3 separate regions of the Gasterosteus aculeatus genome follow, and regions 1 and 3 are each linked to region 2. Evidence: chromatin contacts called from public Hi-C data. All regions are on one chromosome and are shown on one strand. The core of a region is the stretch at or near the end of the contact, and the rest is flanking DNA. Distances in the headings are between cores, read along the strand shown. Region 1 overlaps LOC144405545 (a long non-coding RNA gene). Region 2 holds the start of pitrm1 (pitrilysin metallopeptidase 1). Region 3 holds the start of LOC120815808 (frizzled-8).

Evidence for each region. A called contact is a pair of places that touch in the nucleus more often than the background predicts.
Region 1: a Hi-C map of skeletal muscle shows a contact between it and region 2, with 10 times the contacts expected there. The contact joins the enhancer-like site here to the promoter of pitrm1 in region 2. A contact is called at or near these places in 5 of 6 Hi-C or Micro-C datasets (blood and trunk muscle, liver, skeletal muscle and 1 more).
Region 3: a contact with region 2 is called in a Hi-C map of skeletal muscle, with 5 times the contacts expected there. The contact joins the promoter of LOC120815808 here to the promoter of pitrm1 in region 2. A contact is called at or near these places in 3 of 6 Hi-C or Micro-C datasets (skeletal muscle and tail fin).

The regions. Positions count from the first base shown.
Region 1 is chr3:15,859,945-15,863,718 of fGasAcu3.hap1.1, forward strand. The region is part of intron 2 of LOC144405545 (a long non-coding RNA gene); the gene reads right to left. Among protein-coding and RNA genes, the nearest start is that of LOC144405545, 5.5 kb to the right of the region's middle. Within about 2 kb of position 1,262, at least 2 of the 9 cell types and tissues checked have open chromatin away from gene starts, as enhancers often do.
Region 2 is chr3:15,717,086-15,721,138 of fGasAcu3.hap1.1, forward strand. pitrm1 (pitrilysin metallopeptidase 1) reads right to left here and starts at 2,058. Exons shown (of 27, transcript XM_040170326.2): 1 at 1,738-2,058; 2 at 1,112-1,217; 3 at 912-1,018; 4 at 649-800; 5 at 358-472; 6 at 64-160. The coding sequence starts at 1,784.
Region 3 is chr3:15,933,544-15,937,276 of fGasAcu3.hap1.1, forward strand. It overlaps LOC120815808 (frizzled-8), which reads left to right and starts at 1,978. Exons shown (of 1, transcript XM_040170788.2): 1 at 1,978-3,733. The coding sequence starts at 2,454.

The sequences.
Region 1 (3,774 bases), core at 12-2,511, 140 kb after region 2:
GAAAATCTAGATCTAAAAAACACATTAAAAACAAAGATTCTTCTACTCTCAGGTCGTTCCATCATGCGTTCTGTGAGATGAAATGAAATAAGTTCTTCTCATCTTTAGTCTTGGTTTCATTCACGCTCTCAACGGCCACATGAGACGAATACTTACAAGTGTGTGATCACGTTCGGAAAAGAACCTTTTTGCACAAATCTTTGATTTCACCTGCAGTTGCGAGGCGGCTGAACCCCGGAGAACCCGACCGGTGCCAGCCCACCTGCTCCCGGGCCCGTCTGTCTGACGGACCCCCCCCCCCCCGCGTGAGACTAGCCAATAGACAGGCGGCGTTTACACAGTGACGGCAGCTTACAGACGGAGCGGCTCGCAGGTTTCATCTGTGTTTCATACTCGCCGCCCACGGAGGAGGTTTCATCCTCTGATCCACCGTTGACTCGGATTTCTCTCTTCACTCCGACAGCAAGTACAAACACACTGACGTTCAACATGGGAGCAGAAAATGTCCAAGATGAAATTGCTGAGTGCTTTGCTTTTCAGCCATTGGAGAAATATTCCAGATGTAACTTTTAAGTTCACTTCTTATACTTCAATTTATTTATCAATTAAGGCTATAAGTCAATAAAATGTCATAAAAGAAAGAGGCCCGAGGTGCCGAGCAGGACAGGAAGCTCCTCTCTTCGTCTCGGACCGACTGGGGAGCAGGATTCAAGCTGTGGGGGGAGATTTTTCCTCTAACCTCCGATGTAGTTTAGTTTTGATCCAAACGAAAGAACCTTTTCAAAATAAATCAAAATGAAAAAAACTCAATCAATGATCTCAGTCTGCCGGCAGATATTTTCATTTGTTTGACGCTCGGATTTCTTTTTTTTTCCCGTTAGAACATGACGTACAGAACATATCGATCTGGTGTTATTGCTTCTCATTACGGGCCTCGTTTTACCCCGAGACACGAGAAATAGAAAAGACAGAATCCCGCTGTCATTCCGAGCCGTGTAACCGTCACAGTAAAGCGACTCTGGCAGCGGAGACACGTTGAAAACGGCAGGTCGGGTCTTTAATGGCCGGCAGTGCAACGAGGGAGCCGGTCCCAGGAGTTCACGCAGGGCCCAATAAAGGAAATCATACTAATAATTGCCGGGAAGGGGGGTGGGGGGTTATGCATTGCAGGTTATGTAATTGTACTCTGTATCAATCAATGAAAACCTGACCTGGGAAATGAGCCCAGCATTAATCCTGGGAGTTTCTTTCTTGGCACCTACTGCGAGCGCTAAAATGAAACCCAGCATGCAGAGACGGGGGGGGGGGGGGGGGAATGCAGAGTGTGTCAGTACGCTGACTGACAGGACTGCAGTGCGTTGCAATGCATGTTGGGGAACGGGGGGGGGGGGGGGGTGGGATGGTCATATGTCTCCAAAATGTGCCGCTCGCCACAGGGTATCAAAATAAAAGCACAAGCGAGCTGCAGACTTGGCAGCTCGCGTCTGCACTAATTTCATTACACCAATTGCACTGCCCCCCCCTCCCCCTCCACCCCCCTCCACCCCCAACCCCCCAGGGACAATAAGGGTTATTATACTACACATTAGCAGCTGGATACACGTAACACACAGCCGAGGACTTGTGAGCTGCTGAGTGGAAAAACAGCACATCAGTGCTGCTCCAGAGAGGAAAATAACCTGGTCAAGTGTTCAGCAACTAAAATACGTACAATATCATATAATATTATATATACTGTTATACTATTATTATAGCATGTAAAAAACACAGTTGAAATAAAAATGAACCCACAGCAGTCAGTTACTCACTCCAATTAATAACATCTGCTCAGCAGTTCATCAAAGTTTATATTCATTTATTGTGTTTCTTTGAAAATGTTGTTTTTTAATATTTTTATTGTCCTGTATCCATTTTATTGTCTTTGTTTTATTATCTACCCTTCGTGTTCATTAGTCTCCCACAGTTTCACTGCTCATATTTCCACCTTGCTTTTATTACTCACTCAACTATAAAGCACTTAGTGCAGAACTTTTCTTTTGCCCCACAGAAAGTGATGCTTTCATGCTTGGGGCTTGTTTTATGACGTTGTTAGCACTATAATGCTATTAATGCTGCTACCATGCAGCTATTCCGCTTCCAACATTTTGTTTCCTTTTGACAGAAAGCCGTTGGAGTTTAACTTTCCTCGTTGTGGCTTTTGTATTCGTAATATTGATCATCAAGTATCTGATCTTTGTCTCATTAGGAACGACTGCTTTGCTTGTATGTCTTCCTCGCAGCATCGCTTCTGCGCCCAGTAAAATAGGTCAAAGGTCAGCTGCTCGACTGCTGAGACAGAACGTCTGAATTTAAGAACAGAAAAGGATGAAGAGAAATTCAAATGACTTCCCTCCAAAGAGACAGTCACATTTCCAGAGAATATTTCCAGCTAATTTCACTGTTCTCAGTCACACCTTCACTGAAATGACCGCAGCGTGAGCGACGTCTCAAACAGTCACAGCGCTGAGCAAAGTCAGACAAAGGCCCACGCGGACGGACAGGTGGGGGGGACGGGGGGCCTCGAGGCCTTAAATTCAGTCCAAACTTCAAAACATCCTGTCGAAGGAACCGGGCCGCGACGTCGAGCGCTCGCCCCCGCGTGTTTTCCTAAATATCCCCGAGCTTCAGTTGGACCTGCGACCTTTGGGTCACTGCGTACTCGCCAGGCCGACTGGTGTCCAACTGTCACTCAGGAGAGCGGCGGAGAAAAGGTCAAGAGCGGAGCGGCCCGCTCACGATGGTTGTCACGGGTTTGCGGGGAGAAAACGTTCGCTTTCTTTTAAAGGTCAGATATGTACGTCTCCCCTCTCGCCCCCCCCCTTCCTGCTGATCTCTGTGACACGAGACGCGGAGATGAAAGTTTCGGCGTCCCGGAGCGAGTTTGACCCCGGGGGCCGGGCCGATGGCCGATATGAGCCGCGCCGCCGCCATTAAGCAAACGATAATCTCTCCATCAGATGAAGTAGGGAAAAAAGAAAATCTAATAAGCATATTAATGATGTGAGAAGAGTGATTTTTAATCACAGATAAGCATTTTATCAGCCTTCAGCGGCGTGAATCTTCAGCCCGTTATTACAAGTTATTACAAACCGGATTGAGCTCGTGTGAGACGGAGCGCGGAGTCCGTTTATTCCGACAACAATTAACTCAGAACCCATTTGTTTCCCGCGCTAAAAAGGGGGACCGGAGCGGAATACAAATCCAATCTGCTCTGAGTTACGGAACCATTAGTATAATTTTAATAAAATCCCCCCTCCATACAAAGAAGGCCCTGAGAGTCAGCTCTGTAATTAAGACACATTAACATGTAACGCCGACACAGCGGCTCTTAAACTGTTCTTGGTGTTCGTTATGGAAGCGGCCATCTTTCACATTTCACATCGCCCCCATGAACCAATAAAAAAAGGACTCGTATCTCTCGTACTCGAAGGGGTTCAAAATCGCTGCGTTGAACGCAGCGTGGCGCTTGCGTGGCCTGGCAGGGGGGACACGAGCCTCTTCCTCGCTCTAAGGGGCCTTCAGACCCGACGGAGGGGGTCCGGAGCAGTGAGAATATGGTCAAATAAAATGCCTGTGACAGACACTTTCCCTGGAAGAGTCAGATTCAGACTCAGGATTTAAAGCCTGTCTGAGAAACCTGAGACGTGGTGTCCACACTGTGAGGACAGTGGACATTCCGTCGCTTTAGCTTCAGGGGATTCTTTCTCTGTGCTGTGGCGCCTCCTGCTGGCTGCT
Region 2 (4,053 bases), core at 808-3,307:
AAATAAAATAACCTGCACAGAACAGAGAATTATTATTCATGTGACCAGAAAAGAATGCCTTACAAAAGCTCCCTTCATTTCGTTGAACACCACTCCTTTAAACATCAGAGGGGAGTTGAGATCTGTCGGGTCTTCGTGCTCCAGCCTCCAGCCCTCTTGACTGAGGAATCAAGACATTCAGTTGGTTTCAGACCTGCTGAGTGAGCAGAGCTCATTGCTCGTCTGCTTCAGCGTACTCGGAGGAAACACGGTGACAAACTGACGGTCAAGATAAGAAACCACAACATTCTACTTTGGCTACGTGTTTTACGAAGATATAAATGAGCCGTTTAAGCATCGTAACATGTAATAACTCACCAGAAGTCCTGCTCTCGTAAAATAGGGAAGAAAACTGCGTCCAGGTAGACCGACAGAAGATTCTGGAAGTCCTTCCCATTTTGCGTTGAGAACGGATACATGGTGTAGTCATTGGCTGTTCACCAGCAAACAAACAAAAAACAACCAGTTACCAAACCTCTTCCTGTCAGGGCCCCCCTTGAGGATGAAGGGACATTGACCCCCCCAAGACTCCCTGATTGATTTTAAATTCACAACATTCCTGTGGGTGCAAGCACACCCCCCCTCATTTAGGGTCCCATTGATGTATACCTGTGAAAGCATTCATGAAGGTGGACAGCGACCTGTCCAGCATCTTGAAGAAAGGGTCCCTGCAGGGGTACCTCTTGGATCCACAAAGCACCGTGTGCTCCAGGATGTGCGGGACGCCCGTGTTGTCCAGGGGGGTCGTTCTGAACTGGACACTGAAACACAAAAGAGAGGCATTGGTTGTTTTTTTTGGTCCAATTCACTAAGCTGGAGAGAAAAAGAGACGCTGCCGTTTCAGCGCGACTGCACAGAGAACACGAGGCGACCTGAAGAGGTTGTTGGAGTCGTCTCTGGCTGCGTGGAGGTACTGAGCTCCGGTTTGATCGTGGGTCAGCTTCACTGCTGTGATGAACAGGTCAGGGACCCCGACAACCTTAGAGGAACAGACACCGAATCAAACCTCGAAACAATGACATCTTGACCCTCAAAAAAATGATTTATGGAGGCTTGAATGACGTTTCTTTACCTCTTTGACAGTAAAGCCGTGGATGTTCTGCCCCGGTTGGTACTGACAAGCCTTCTCGTTTACTAAAGAGCTCTGCAGCCTCCAGGCTTGCTGCGGTCTATTGAAGCTGGAAGAAGAAAACAGACAAATGCTTAATATTGTTCAAGGTGATGCAGTTTAATCAGAGGTTCCCTCTGTTATACAAATATATCTGTTCAAAACGCAAATGCAGCCACGACTGATCAAAAAAAGGTGAAAAGTAGTGACTGAAATTAAAACCATTGGCTGGTTTTTCATCCTTCAATTCAGAAAATGACTTAACATGCCGGTTAGTTAACGTTAACTAACTCAAGCTAGCTAACTTAACAGTAACTCATACTTCCCCACCGGTTGAGTGCAGTTAAGCTAACCGTTAACCTGAGGTTGGTTTACCGTAAACAACCCGTTAACCACCAAGTGACGTCAGCAAACTAACGTTAGTTAACGTGAAGGTTAACGTAACGGTAATGTTGCATCAGTCAAAAACCCAACGTCACATTTCCACAATGGTCAAAGTTTCGTTATGAATTCAGTCACACCGGCAAAGACACTTTGTGAAAAAAGTTGTATTTCATTGACTGGCAACTCGTTCGCTAACGTTAACTCACCGTAGACGCAGAAGCTTCTGGAGCACCACCTTCGTTTGTCGAAACATGGCTTCGCAACTGATGTTTTTTTGGTATTTGTACTCACAGGCTAGAGGGGCTACCCGGTTTTAAACAAATGGTGTTAATAATTCCACCTCATTCTGGTTGTGCATCCCGGGCCGGTGTCCTCTCGTGCCGTGTGTGGGACAGTTTGACACATTCGGCTGCACGCATTAAAAAAAATGGCCGCCGCGCCTGCGCAGATCACAGATCTGCCAAACATTTCCGCCTCTACTTAGACCTATCCGTTCGCATTGGAGCTCTAGAAATATTCGCTGAGGCAGCTTTCGACGGACGGAACTCCCCCCCACAAACAAGCCTGTTTTTGATTGGTCGAGGGGGAATGAAGAGCAGATATGATTGGTCCTACGTAACATCACAAATATTATTAAACCACGGGGCGCGTTTGAAGGGCAAACAATATTAAAACCCATGTATAACACATATCTAACACGGGTCTATATCACACTTTCTTTTGAATTTACAGTGTCACGTTAGTTCATTCATCACAATATTTAATCGTCACTTTTTTTTTCTATAGAGGTGTAACTCAGTCTGCTTTCCAGCAGATGTCTCTGTTAGATCGTGTTAAGCCAAGCGTTTCACAAAATATTCAATAGTTTTTCTTTCAAAATGTTCAAGGGTCCCAAAAAGTGGGGGAGGGGGGTATTATGAAAGTGCCACTGGACAACCTTGATTGAGAAAACTGTCCCTCACATGTACTTCAGTTTGCATGCAATCATATTTACACGCATTAATACTGCCTGCTTCAGTGTTGCTAAGCAACTTTTATAATTGCTGTGACATTGCAAATTGCTTTTACTGTGCGATAGAGAGTGAAAAGAATCTCACTTTCAAAGGTGTTTCTGTGTCTTTGTTCTACTGAGAGATTTCTACAGCTGACGGTGGTTAGTACATTTTATACTCATGATTGGTCATTGCTAGTTTCAACATTATGTTTCAATTTCAAAATGAATTCATAACCTGCAAATGACTCACTGGTGGGTACAAATTCCTTTCCATCACCGACATGTGGCGAGTTTTAAATCCAAGTGTGTGCTTAAGACTTTTTTCATCCTGTCCTGTTGTCTGTTACTTTATTGTCATTTCCTCTACATACATGAAGATTATTCATTTATCTGAGTAGTTTCAATGCTACAAAACACATGCATGACAATTTCACAATTTCGTATTTTCCTATTTAGCACATAGACCTTAATCATGTCTGTATTAATCTTAGAAGGTCAAGTGGACAAAAATAAACGTCTGGCCCGTCATCACGTCCTTCATTCCAGGTGATAGAATACTACCTGTGCTCCAGGGTTACTTTGCGCTGAAGGGATTAAATCCAAATCAACTTCGGAATATGCAACTTGTAAGTAAAGCCCTGTGAAGTAATCTTGGTCTTGTAGCTGGATCTCGGCACGGGGACGCCCTTCGAAACAGACTCTTTGGATTACACGGTAAAGCAGCTCCCACCTTTAGGCCTTCGTTTGTCACGCTTTCTCTGTTACAAGTAATCAAAGTCCCACGAACCAATTGCTATGCAGCAAACGTATGTTTTCTGGGGGACCTGGGGGCCGACTCATCCCAGTTTGTAATTCAGCCTCATGCACGGTGTATTCAAACCCAAGACCCTATTATTGTGTGGCTGCACTGACAGATGAAATGGATCATGTTAGAGGTCCCTTGCATCATTTCACTCTTGTTGCCTCACATGTCAGACTGCCGTTTGGTTGTTGCTGGAAACCTTCGGGTTTCAACAAGGATTTTAAAAATAATTTGCAATGTTTGAGCAAAGCTCAGCTGCATGATGAGTAATAATTATATGATTTACAGTGTGAATTTCAAGCGATTTAAGGCCTTCCGCTGGTAGGCTGTTTAAGTGCGCCGCCAAAAACTATACCACAGAAAGGTTACAACAGCAAGAGACGGTCACCAGAAACACCCAGTGGAGAACTGCCCCTCACAGAGACCCCCGAGCAACGTGTCCTCACACCGCAAACGTCTCCCTGCTTGTATCTACAGCAGCAATACTGCTTTTTCAAATGGAATATCTTTTGGAAAACACCACGGCCGTCCCTTGTGTTTCCAGCCACAGCACGTGGGGTGTTTTGCAGCCGCATGAATAGAAAGGCTTGGTGAGGAGGCATTAAGGGCTTCTCACAGAGCAGCAGCGTCCTCCAACATGGAAGCCGGCTCCACTTCTTTATAAGGGAAGACCTTGATCACACAAAGCGTGGATGAGACAGAGACGCCGCGGAAATGTTCATCTCT
Region 3 (3,733 bases), core at 728-3,227, 220 kb after region 2:
CTGGTTAGAAATGATGTTATTGTCCAAATCCCTGGACTATGATGATTCAATCCATCACAGGTGACACTTCGACGTGTGGCACCTTGGGGTGACAACGAGCGCGTCCACCCGGGTGTCGCGTTTCCATCCCTGTCGACCGAGCTGGAGAGGCTGAAAATGGCAACTAACCTTCCCACTGAAGACCGAAGCCAGATGTCAGTGTTTATTTTATGATCCAGAGGCAAAGGGACTTCATTAGTTAACGCAAACAAATCGAGTCTTTGATTGTTTTGTCTGATTCGTTGTGAGAACTGTGTAATAGGAGACAGCAAGTGGCAAGAGGTTAGAAGAAGAAGAAAGTATCTCAAGCTAAATTCATCCCCAAGCGTTTTACTCTAAGTAACACAAAACAAAACACCCGCCCCGGGACCCCAAACTGAGCTAAAACAAGCCCCCTTCAGCAAATATTGGAGTTTGGGGCTAATTCGTTGTGATTGGAACAAACCTGCGCGTTAGAAACCCGCCCGTCTGACAAACAGTCCCACCTGCATTTAAAGAGGAGGAATCCAATGAGACGTGCAAATGGGTTTAATTAGTGCCGTCACAATGCCGGTCGGCTTAAGTGCTGACACACAAACACGCAAACAAACACACCGTCCTGTTTTTTGGGGGGCCCAGCGGTGCGTCCCGCTGATCGCCGGCCCAGCGTGCTCCGAGTGAAGCATCAGCACCAGCGTTTAGACAAACAGCCCCTCCCTCCCTTGAGACCAAGACGACCCCCCCCCCCCCGCTGTGAGCTAACAAGACCACATTAACCTCCCTTACCACACACACACACACACACACACGTCCTCTGGTCCCGTTGAATACTCTCTTGCTGTTACACACATGCGCGTGTAGACACGTGGGTTTTTTTCCCGTTCAGCGTCGGACTGAGAGGAGACAGGAAGTGACATCACAGCACCAGGCCGCTGCGCCCTTGTGGCTTCCACAACTATTCGCAGATGAATAATTGACGCACGGACAATTAAAGCAGATAAAATAATGATCTTACCGTAAACCTAGAGAAAGATATCGTTTGGGCACAATACGAATAGTTTGCACTGTATTGAACAGTGTAAACAGTTGATGTCTTATTATTTGTACGTCATCTGACATCATCCGACCATCACTGCCTGTTTTAACTTCACTTATTCATAGTTTAATAAGTAACATTTATTTTGGTTCAGAGACAGTATTGAATAGTTTGAGTTAAATTAAATCAGGTAGAAAAACTGCAATAAACTACCGTAATGTGAAAAGTTAGACATGATATTCGTGTGTTATAATACGTTATAATAGCAGGAAACAAAAAACATCTACCAAAAGAGTTCGCCCCCCATGTGGCTGAACAAAAGGTTTTCCTCACCACGACAGAACAGACAATGAAATAAGATTCTTGACTGTAAACCGTAACAATGATTGATGATTATTTTTGCATAGCGTTCGTTGTTCGATGACATTTTGACTGATTTGAATTTGATGACTTCCATTCGTCTTCCTGAAAAGATCATTTTAAGAGAAAAAAATATCAGATCAACTGGAATAAGGAACAGAGGACACGAGGAACCTCCAGCTGTATTTGTTTACACCGAAAAAAGCTGCAGTATTCTGCCTCACAATTAAGAAATGTAATCAATGTCTGTATTTAGAGATGCACGGCAGGGCAGAGATTCTATATCTAGCATCTTGCAGTTGCAGGACTTAAACCTGAGTACAGCTCTTCAGGGTCGGACCTGTGTGGTCCCCAAAACATCTGGCTTCATGAAGAACGCCAGCCTGCCAAATAGAAACACAGGCCATTAATACTTGGGTTCAAGTTGCAAGAAAATTGCCACTCAATATGAGCAGAGACATATTATATATAAAGTGTGTTTGGGTATCATGACCTCCGGTGGTTAACAAAACATTTAGATGAAGAAAGGAAACGGCGGTTTTAATTTTTATTGTGATGTGCATTCAGGTACTTCCTGTATCCGTCAGACTAATGAGTGGGGAGGCAGACTCCTTACTACTGTCTGTATGCTAATCACATTTCTCCCTAATGCATCTATTGTATGATAATCAGCCCTCTCCTTGTTGTTTATACAGGGCTCTGTGTGTGCGTGCGTGCGTGTGTGTGTGTGCGTGTGTGTGTTAGCAGAGATTATAACCCTTCCTCCAGGGTGAACATTTTAAACAAACACCCAACATAAGAAGCGCTTGGTTGACTTGTTCTCCCCCTCCCCGCCCATGCCGGAGGTGTGTCTTCGCCACTGCTGTATAAAACCCAACGCACCCACCAGTGGAGGAGCGTGCACAGACAGCCTCGGTGCAGCAGTGACACAAAGAGCGAGAGAGAGGGGGGGGAGACTAGACTGTGTGAAAGTAACGGACCATCACAAACTATCTCTCTAGCATGACGTCTGCAGCCTCCCTGGACTGAGCGCGCCGCGATGGAGAGGAGCATCCCGGGCTGGTGCGCGCTGGTGGCGCTGGTCGCGCACGGCTGCATGGCGGCCAAGGAGCTCCAGTGCCAGGAGATCTCCGTGCCTCTGTGCAAGGGGATCGGCTACAACTACACCTACATGCCCAACCAGTTCAACCACGACACGCAGGACGAAGCCGGCCTGGAGGTGCACCAGTTCTGGCCGCTGGTGGAGATCAAGTGCTCCCCGGACCTGCGCTTCTTCCTCTGCAGCATGTACACGCCGATCTGCCTGGAGGACTACAAGAAGCCGCTGCCGCCGTGCCGGAGCGTGTGCGAGCGAGCCAAGGCCGGCTGCGCGCCGCTCATGAGGCAGTACGGGTTCCCGTGGCCGGACCGGATGCGGTGCGACCTGCTGCCCGAGCAAGGCAACCAGGACACGCTGTGCATGGACTACAACCGCAGCCAGACCACCACGGCGTCTCCCGTGTTGGCCAAGCCGAGCAACCGACCCCCGAAGCCGTACAACCCCAGGAAGAAGAGCGGCAACGGGAAGCACAAACCGGCGGCGTCCCCGTGCGAGCCGGGCTGCTTCTGCCGCGCGCCCATGGTGCCGGTGACCGGCGACGGGCACCCGCTGCGCAACCGCGTCAAGACGGGTCAGATCCCGAACTGCGCCGTGCCGTGCCGCAGCCCCTTCTTCACCCAGGAGGAGAGGACTTTCACCGCCTTCTGGATCGGCCTGTGGTCCGTCCTGTGTTTCATCTCCACCTTCGCGACCGTGGCCACCTTTTTGATCGACATGGAGAGGTTCAAGTATCCGGAGCGGCCCATCATCTTCCTCTCCGCGTGCTACATGTTCGTGTCCGTTGGCTACATCGTGAGGCTGATCGCGGGTCACGAGGAAGTGGCGTGCAACCGGGAGAACGGCGCGGAGCACATCCACTACGAGACCACGGGTCCTGCGCTCTGCACCGTCGTCTTCCTGCTCATCTACTTCTTCGGCATGGCCAGCTCCATCTGGTGGGTGATCCTGTCCCTCACCTGGTTCCTGGCCGCCGGCATGAAGTGGGGGAACGAGGCGATCGCCAGTTACGCGCAGTACTTCCACTTGGCAGCCTGGCTCATCCCCAGCATGAAGTCCATAGCAGTTCTGGCCCTGAGCTCCGTGGACGGGGACTCCGTGGCCGGGATCTGCTACGTGGGAAACCAGAACTTGGATAACCTGCGGGGTTTCGTGTTGGCCCCGCTGGTCATCTACCTGTTCATCGGGACCATGTTCCTGCTGGCCGGGTTCGTCTCCCTGTT